Regions from separate parts of the Pan troglodytes genome. Here region 1 is linked to region 2. The links are chromatin contacts, called in public HiChIP or PLAC-seq maps. All regions are on one chromosome and are shown on one strand. Each heading gives the region's core, a stretch centred on a gene start, on an enhancer-like site or on the middle of the called end of the contact. The rest is flanking DNA. Distances are from core to core; before and after follow the strand shown. Region 1 holds the start of FAM111A (FAM111 trypsin like peptidase A). Region 2 holds the start of ZFP91 (ZFP91 zinc finger protein, atypical E3 ubiquitin ligase).

The links. HiChIP or PLAC-seq counts read pairs in DNA pulled down with a chosen protein or histone mark.
Region 1: an H3K4me3 HiChIP or PLAC-seq map of stem cell-derived excitatory neurons shows a contact between it and region 2, with 5 times the contacts expected there. The contact joins the promoter of FAM111A here to the promoter of ZFP91 in region 2. A contact is called at or near these places in 1 of 7 Hi-C or Micro-C datasets (stem cell-derived neural progenitor cells) and 1 of 1 datasets of contacts at active chromatin or transcription factors (stem cell-derived excitatory neurons).

What each region holds. Positions count from the first base shown.
Region 1 is chr9:61,370,867-61,375,172 of NHGRI_mPanTro3-v2.0_pri, reverse strand. It overlaps FAM111A (FAM111 trypsin like peptidase A), which reads right to left and starts at 2,173. Exons shown (of 6, transcript XM_063784068.1): 1 at 1,836-2,173; 2 at 1,478-1,699; 3 at 1,087-1,285.
Region 2 is chr9:60,862,206-60,866,620 of NHGRI_mPanTro3-v2.0_pri, reverse strand. ZFP91 (ZFP91 zinc finger protein, atypical E3 ubiquitin ligase) reads right to left here and starts at 2,442. Exons shown (of 11, transcript XM_016920924.4): 1 at 1,339-2,442. The coding sequence starts at 1,676. It also overlaps a transcript of LPXN not described here.

The sequences.
Region 1 (4,306 bases), core at 924-3,423, 510 kb before region 2:
TAGGGGTTTGAATCGCCCGCCTTTTGGGAAAAGGTTGTCTGCGAACCAACTGGTTACTTTCTTTCACTTTTAAATCAGCCGTGCCTCTTCCGGCCTAAACCTCAGGTAGCTACAGCGTGCAGTACTTGACGCTGTGTTTATATCAGACAGCACTGCCAGTCTGAAACAAAACTTTCTGAATTTCCTAATCCCCAGAGCCAGCGTGAGAAGTAGACTTGAGCCTGTTCTCTTCCCTTGAACTTTTCTTTTACACGAGTACAACAAAAAACAAGAACAGAGACAAGTCGTAGTGTTGCTAGTGATAAGGCAGATTTTTCACCAAGCCTAAAAAGCTTTTAAAAATCTGGTCCGATAACCAAAGGGGTTCCTAGAAAGATTTCTTTATGCCTAGGGACAAAATAAACTCAGCGCTTGAAAAACTGAGCAAAAAGAAACTGGAGTTCAACCTGATGCAAGATCTACTTTCTCCACCTTTGAGATCAGGGAGAGCCTCAAGAAGGTTGAAGGGACTTCAGGGCACACACTGATTCTGAGTTGAGGGTTGGGAGGTTGATTAGGTCTTGCTGGAGCCTCCAAGAATGTCAAATGTTGGCTCCCAGTAATATCAAAGCAACCTGTTGATAAGACAAAGCTAAGTTTCTTGCTCACTTAGGTAATGGAGAACAATAACTTGACAGAATTTAAGTGGTGTCTCAGAGAGGGAAGAGCAAGTTTGGGCTATATGTATTGAGATTTTGAAGTCCCATTGTAACTCTAATATTTAATGAGGGGAATTGGTTAGAATTGAGTCAGCTACGGGTAACAGTTTAGGATTGGTAGATAAAACAAGGCTAGGATTTTGAGGTAAAGGTTCAAAGTCTTAGAATGTAAACTGTTCTTTGATGTTTTCCATTGAAGAGTGGTTGGATCTTTGAAGAAGATACTGGATTAAGCAATAAAGATATTTGCAACTTTCCGGTCCCTGGCAAAAGTTTCTTGAAATAGTAAATGTTTGTTGATGAAAATAATGGAATAAGAAGTCAGGTTAATGTAGTTGGCAAGCTATGTGAGTGTAGATGGCTTCAGTTCTCACAATAATGAACATACCTGATAATGTACTCAACATTTGTCACTTAGAGTATTTTATCCTGGAAAGAAGCGTAGTTGGGAAAACGCACTTGAGATGATGTTTGCTGCACACAGAATTCGGACACAGAGATGTCACTCTCCTTAGGAACCATTTTCATAAAGTTAACATTGGGTCTTAATAGACATCAGTTTTTAAAAATTAGAACAGGCTTGGGCACTGCAAAAGAAAGACACATCCGTTCACTTGGCTGTTCTTTTTACGTTTCCAGGGAGAGCGTCAGTGCCCCTTTCAACAATAAAAGCCCGCAGGAGTGCAGATTTTATTTACCCTGTCCCCACCAGCATCCTGCTGCGGCCAATGAACCCTGGCAAAACTCCAGGTCAGCCCCAGAACCAAAGAGTAACTCACCTAAGAGGAAGGTCCGTTCCCACCAAGTCTCAGACGCCTGAACTCGTGATTTTTAGGGACTTTCCCTTCCAGTCCCTTGGAATCCAGCACTTTGGTTGGAGAACAGAACTCACTTGGGGAATGGCGCGTCTGGCCAATGGAATGAAAGATACTGGAGTTTGTCTTTTCTCTTCAGGCAGCAACTCACCTACTTCGGAAGCCGATTGGCTGCGCTGGGGACACCTGTTGGCGTGCAAAAAAGAGTGGTTGGAAAGGCAAGGCCGAGGGGGCGCGCCTACCCTACCCACCCGCAGCACTCCTCCTTGACGCCGCGAGCAGGACCCTGTCTCACTGACCCCATGCCCACGGCGGTCCTTGCCTGCTTCTATTCTCCCGGTTTCCCCAGTCCCGAGTATTGGAAAGCGAGAGCGAAAGCGAAAGCATCCTAGTCGCCGGTAGGCTGGCCTGGGCCGGGCTGGAGAGGGAGCAGGAAATAAAAACTCGGGTGTGGGAGGAGCTGGGACGCTGGCGGCAGAGCCACTGTGGCAGCTTGAGTCTCGCGCGCGCGGGAAGCGGAGGTGGAAGTCGGGGCGCAGGAATGTGGCTGTCCCCGCCTGTAAATCATGGTTGGGGAGGAGTCGCGGAGGCACCAGGCTGGGGTCTGCAGCGCGCCATCTGCTGCAGCACACAGGAGGCGCTGAGGCTAGTTGGGTAAGTGGGGAGATTTCAGGCACTTCCGAGGGGGCGGCATCCCCAGCAGGTGGGATAGGCCCGGTGACTAGGACAAAATCACGAAGAAGCCGCGGATGCAGGAAGAGTAAACTCCCTTGTCATAAATCGATTCTCCAAACGTTCATCAATATGTGGAGACGTTTATGATAGTGATGAAGAAGATGATATGGCCTCTAGGAATATGCATCTCAAAGCTGATGATCAAAGAAGATTGGAGAGGGTTTTCAAGGCAGCCTGCTGTTTAAGGACCTGCATTCTGAGTAGATGTGTATTGGAAAAGGCGATTACAGTCACAAAGGGGACAACTTTTATGCAATTGACAGAGGACTATATGATGTATATAAACAGATAGGGTTGAAAGGTGTGTTGGTAACTACAAAACACATGGGAATTTGAAGGAAGGAACTGGCCTTAAATGCATGTACAATACACCAAGAGAAGCTAAAATTACTGCTTCATCTTCTGTGGTTTCTTTGGGGTTTGGATAGAGTAACCTTAAAACATATTTGAATGCTGACTTTTTCTATGCGACTCACTTTTGGAATCTGTGCATTCCTACATTCACAAAGGGTAATCACAGCTAGTACCCAGCATCCAAACAATAGCAGCCAATAATTCTACTCTGGAGAAAATTTTCTTTTCTCTTTCTTTCTTTCTTTCTTTATCTCTCTTTCTTTCTCTCTCTTTCTTTCTTTCTTTCCTTCTCTCTCTCTCTTTCTTTCTTTCTCTCTCTCTTTCCTTTTTCTTTTTCTTTCCTTCTTTCTCTTTTTTCTTTTCTTCTTCATTCCTTCCTTCCTTTCTTCCTCTTTCTTTTTTCTCTTTCTTTCTTCTTTCTTTCTTTCTTCTTTCTTTTTTCTTTTATCTTTCTTTCTTTCTCACTTTTCTCCCTCCCTCCCTCCTTTCTTCCTTCTTTCTCTTTTGCCTGTTTTACATTTTAATGTGTAAGCAAATAGTGATTAAAGGACAATAGGCTTAACATTTTCTAAAACATGGGTGTTCAGAATTGAATATACTGATAAAATTTGTTTCCAAAAGGAAGGGTTATATACTAGGTGGGAGTGTAAATTAGTTCAACCATTGTGGAAAACAGTGTGGCAATTCCTGAAAGACTTAAAAACAGAACTACCATTCAACCCAGCAATCCCATGACTGGGTATGTACCCAAAGGAATATAAATCATTCTTTCATAAAGACACACGAACACGTATGTTCCTTGCAGCACTGTTCACAATAGCAAAGAATCAACCTAAATGCCTATCAGTGGTAGGCTGGATAAAGAAAACTCAGTATACCATTGAATACTACACAGCCATAAAAAATAAGGAGATCATGTCCTATACAGGGACATGGATGGAGCTAGAGGCCATTATTCTTGGCAAACTAATGCAGGAACAGAAATCAAATACTGCATATTATCACTTATACGTGGGAGCTAAATGATGAGAACACATGGACACACAGAGGGGAACAACAGACGCTGGGGCCTATCGGAGGGTGGTGGATGGAAGAAGGGAGAGGATCGGGAAAAACAACTAATGGGTACTAGGCTTAATGCCTTGGTGGTGAAATAATCTGTACATCAAACCCCCATGACATGAGTTTATCTATATAGCAGACCTGCACATGTACCACTAAACTTAAATAAAGTTTTTAAAAAAGTTTTCAATCTACAAAGTTGAGATTTACTAGAAAGGTTATTCAAATGACTTTGATATATGGAAATATTAGTGCACAAGGAGATAATAAAAAGTTATTATTATAGAAGATATAAAACTTGTACCACCTAATATCTGTGCAACTAAATCTACTATGTACCAAGATATTTATCAACATTCTTTCTGAAATTTTTATGTCGTTTTGTATAATTTTAATCATATTTCTTTTAAAAACATTTATGGCATGATAAGTTATGTGTTGGCTTATTGCGGAAAGGGCCTAAAATAACAATTCTTAAACTTTATATATATTTGCAATGAAATATATTTTGGCTTTAGACAATAGGAACATAACCTTTTTTTGGATGAAAGATTACTGTCACATTTTTTCTTCATTATCTGACATCTTTGTCATTTTCTTAACTTATATTACTAATTAAAGTTCCCTACCTTTTCAAAAGAA
Region 2 (4,415 bases), core at 1,193-3,692:
ATGTATCTTTTCAAATTCATGAGATTAAACAATATAGAACTATAAAATTTTTGTAAGATGAAATGCATCTACAGCAATTAGAAGTCTAATTGCAGCTGAATCTGTAAGTACAGATTTTTTGCTGTCGACAGAACTGCAGTTCTTACAACAAATTCTCTAAATTATGTTAACTTAGCTGACATTCAAAACTTTGAAAGCATATCTAATACCACAATATGATTACCTCTGAATTTTATTTCTCTTTCTGAGAGGCTTCTAAGGCAAGCATGCCAAGACACAGGCTTAACTCTTAATTTTGGACCAAGTCTGTTTCAAGTTTTAAATCTATTAGGTCTGGTGTAAGTCAAACCTTGCCACTATCTCTACTGGAAGAAAGGGAACACTTAAAACTGACTCCCCCTCACTTCAATTTTCTCTGTTTTTACTAATCTGTTTTCACTCAAAAGTCAAAGGTCACTAATGATGTTTTCAGTCATGAATTGAATAGTTAATGTGATTAATTTCTAGAATTTACAAACTTGTGTGCTTCAGTATTCTTAACATGAGTATTATTTTAACGAACAATTTAAAACAATGCTCCTGGCCACCTGTTCATGTTTCCTCTATTACGTCTAGGTAATAAAGGAATTCCTCTCAGATGATTCTAATTTCAAGGATGAAGTTCCTACATTTAAAAACACGAAACACAAAGATAAAACATATGCTACTTAGTAAAAACAAACATTAAAGAATGCTCATATAATTTTATATGAAAGACTCCATAATTAAAATCGTAGCAGTGGGCTTTTAACCTGACCATAATAAGTAGCAAATTTCTCAAAAGAATGAGAAGGGTTGCGAAAATTTAGAAAAGTGAAAAAAAAAAAAGCTACATAAACACACTAGTACATCTGGCTCTTGAGCTAACGCGAAGGGGCGGGGGACACATTTTTGAAGGCTATGATCGGGCTGTGGATTCCCTAAAGGGCATGTGATGTAATACTGGAGAGCCGCCTAAAGGAAAGGGATAGGTTGACAAAGGGGGTGCCGATGCCAGAAAGAGGGATGAGCCTGCGGGTGGCAGGGAGGAGGTGGATCACTAGCGAGTGCAGGGGTGTATCAAAAGATGATTTCGGGGAGTGGGGAAACGGCCCGACAGGCAAAAGTACAGGAGCGAGATGAGGGTGGCGCAGAGAGGAGGCACGAAGGCTCCCGGGGAAACGGTGTGACATTTGGCGTGCGGAGCCGGCAGGGGGCAGACCAGGCAGGATGTCACGTGGAACAGGCGCTACGGGAGCCGAGAAGGTTGCGTACGGACAGAGGGGGGTCTTTCCCACCGCCTGAAAGACTGTTACTCACAGGAGTCGCGGACTCTTCTTGCCCTGAACTGGAGACGGGGACTTCGCGGCCTGGGGCTGCTGCCCGGGGACGTCGGGAGGCCTGGCGCTGGGGCTGCTCCTCCGCCGGCGGGGATACTCGGCCTTTCTCCGGCGGGACACAGCTGCGGCGGCGGCCGCAGCGGCCCGGCCTCGGTCCCGACCTCCCCTCAGCACGCGGCTGCTAGTGGTCCCTGCAGGCGCCGCCGCGACCGCCTCAGGGGGCCGTTGTTGGGGCTCCTCCGGAGCCGCCTTGGCCGCCTCTCCCCCTTCCTGGTCCTGCTGCTCCGGGGGTCTCGGCTCTTCCGTCTCCCCCGGCATCGGGGCTTGTCCGTCCCCCACCCCCTAGTCCCAGGCGGCGGAGGCGGAGGCGGCGGCCTCGGCGCTGCTCCCCCCGCCCCCTCGCCTCCCGAAGCCTGCGGCTCACTCTCACCCTGCGCTCCTCTTTCCCCCCTCCCCTCCGCCCGGCTCCGAGGGCGCCCCCCCCACCCCCTGCCACTCAAGGTCTGCTACCGCTGGCGGCGCGCGCGCGCGCGCGCCCGCCAGACGCTCAGCGGGCCAATCGGAGAAGAGGACAAGCTTCCTCACCCCGCCCCTCGCAGTCTTACACGCAGCGGCGCCCCAGGTTCCCGCCCCCACCCCTTCCTTCAGCCAATCAGGAAACGGCTAAAAGGGAGCGCGCGAGGTTTCCTTCCCCGCGCACCCGTTCTCACCGTTAAACGGCTGTGTCTCGCGACAATCCCAAAGTGACCTTTTTCCCCCCTCCAGAGTTCAACGCGCGCTAGGGGCAGTGCGAGGGGCAGGTCTCGCGAGGGAGGCGGGTGAGAAGAAATCGCACCTCTTTCCCCGCCTCACGCAAACCCTAGACTGGCTGCGCGCGCACCTGCCTCCCTGAGGAGCCACTGATACCACAAGGGCTCTTTCTATTCTTCTTTAGGCCGCAGAAGTAGCCTGGGCGTTCTTCCGCCTCCACCCTACCCCACTTTCCTGTTTTTGGCCTTTCTGTCCCCAGCGCCGCCAGATCTTGCGCGGAGAAGGGGGTAGTATTTTGAGCTGTCGCTTCTCCTTTAAGAAAAAAAGCCCCGTCGGTTGCCGGATGAAAGTCTCTGAAAAAATGGCGGCGGCAAAACGGAGGCGGGGTTGTGGGGGCAACGAGGGCCCGCCTCTTGGCGCATGCGCACCGTTAACTTAACCAAGGGCATTCTGGGAGATGAAGTCTTATTTCGCCTAGGCTTTAGGAAAAATAGATGGGAAACCAGAGGTGGAGAGGATGCCGGGAGGTTCTGACTGATTCACGACGGGAAAGGTAGTTTACTTTCCGCAGCCTAGAGTTCACCTTTTTTTCGGGAGGCAGTGTTTCCGGGTTAGGTCGCGACGCGTGCCGTACATCCGGGCTCAAACGTCGAGCCAATTGCTGGTCTGATGGGAGGGTTTTTCCTACTTTTTCTTACTTTTTATCTGGGCGTTGGCGTACCTTTCTCGGGGTGTCTGCGTAACTGCCCAGACTTACCTTGGTTTGGTCAGATGACACCTCCTCTGGGACTGGCTAGCCAGCGTTCATGTCTACATTATTGATCTCGTCTTCCGGTGTGTGAGTCACTCACCTGTGAGCTCCTAGAGGTCAGCGACTAAATCTGGTTCCATGGGGTCCTTGGGCCCTCGGAGCCCTAGCACAAGGCCCACTACTCAGTTGGTTCTTAATCAAATCTGTGAAACGAATTATAAAGTTGCTTTTCTACTAGACCTTGTTGGGACACCAAGGAGCCGGCGTCGGTTGCTTAACTTGGATGCGGTGCCTGACCTAGAGGGAGGCGAAAGGGTTGTGAGCGTGACGTGACTCTGGTGACCTACACCGAGAAGCTGAAGGGTCTCTTAAGCTCTGCGGCCGGAAGCCATCTGCTTCTGCGGTTTATACAATAGCAACTTTATCAGAGGTTACTTTTCTGCACGCTAGCGTATGACATTAATTTGTCTTCCTGATTCATCAAAGGGAATTTCCGTTGCAGTTGGTGATGCAGTGGGCCTCTCCCATTTCTTTTTTCTTTTCATCCATTACAATCAAGGAACGATTTGCAAGAACATCCTTTACCCATGGAAAATAAGGCATCCAGGGCTAAAAGTCCCAAAAGAAAGAAGCTGGAAACAAGATCTGGGGATCCAATTTTAAATTTCACATTAATCATTCAGTTAAACTGTAGACAAGTGCTGAAGTACATTTTTCCTTCCAGTACTTTGACTCAGATACCACTTCATATTAGACAAATGTTTTATATTCTCTACTGAGTATTTTGCATTTTCATAGAGCTAATGTCATTTTCAGTTGTAATAATCGATTGGCATAGTGTCAATGGAAATTTTTTAAGATTGAGTTTGCAGTGAGCAGACTTTTGGAAGGAACAGTGCTGACATCCAATGGATGCTCAAAGTAATACAGAGGAGAAATCTCCTTTCAAAAAAAAAAAAAATGTACAGACAGTGGAATGGAGAATGAATTATTCCCTAAAAAAAGCCACTGTGGGCTGGATATGGTAGCTCACCCCCGGAATCCCAGCGCTTTTGGATGCCAAAGTGGGAGGATCCCTTGAGCCCAGAACTTCCAGACCAGCCTGGGCAACATAGGGAGACCACCCTCTACATAAAAAATAAAAATAAAGCTTTTAAGCTAACCTAGTGGCGTGATGGGATGCACCTCTGGTCCCAGCTACTCCAGAAGCTGAGAAGGGCAAATCGCTTGAGTTCAGGAGTTCGAGTTGGAGGTTACACTGAACTATGATAGTACCATTGCACGCCAGCCTGGGTGACAGAGAGCTTGTCTTAAAAAAAATAAAGAAGACTACTGTGTTGTAGAGGAAAGATCCCAGACTTTGCAATTATAGTAAGTAGCAAAGCTACCAATTAATTATCTTAGCAAGTTGCTATTACATGAACCTATTTCACCATTGGTAAAAAGGGGGAAAAAATCTATTTCACAGGGCCATAATTATAGTTCCTTACATATTGCCTTTTTATAGTAGGCCTTTTGTAAATGTTTAATTCAAGGTGAATAAATCACAGTGGTAA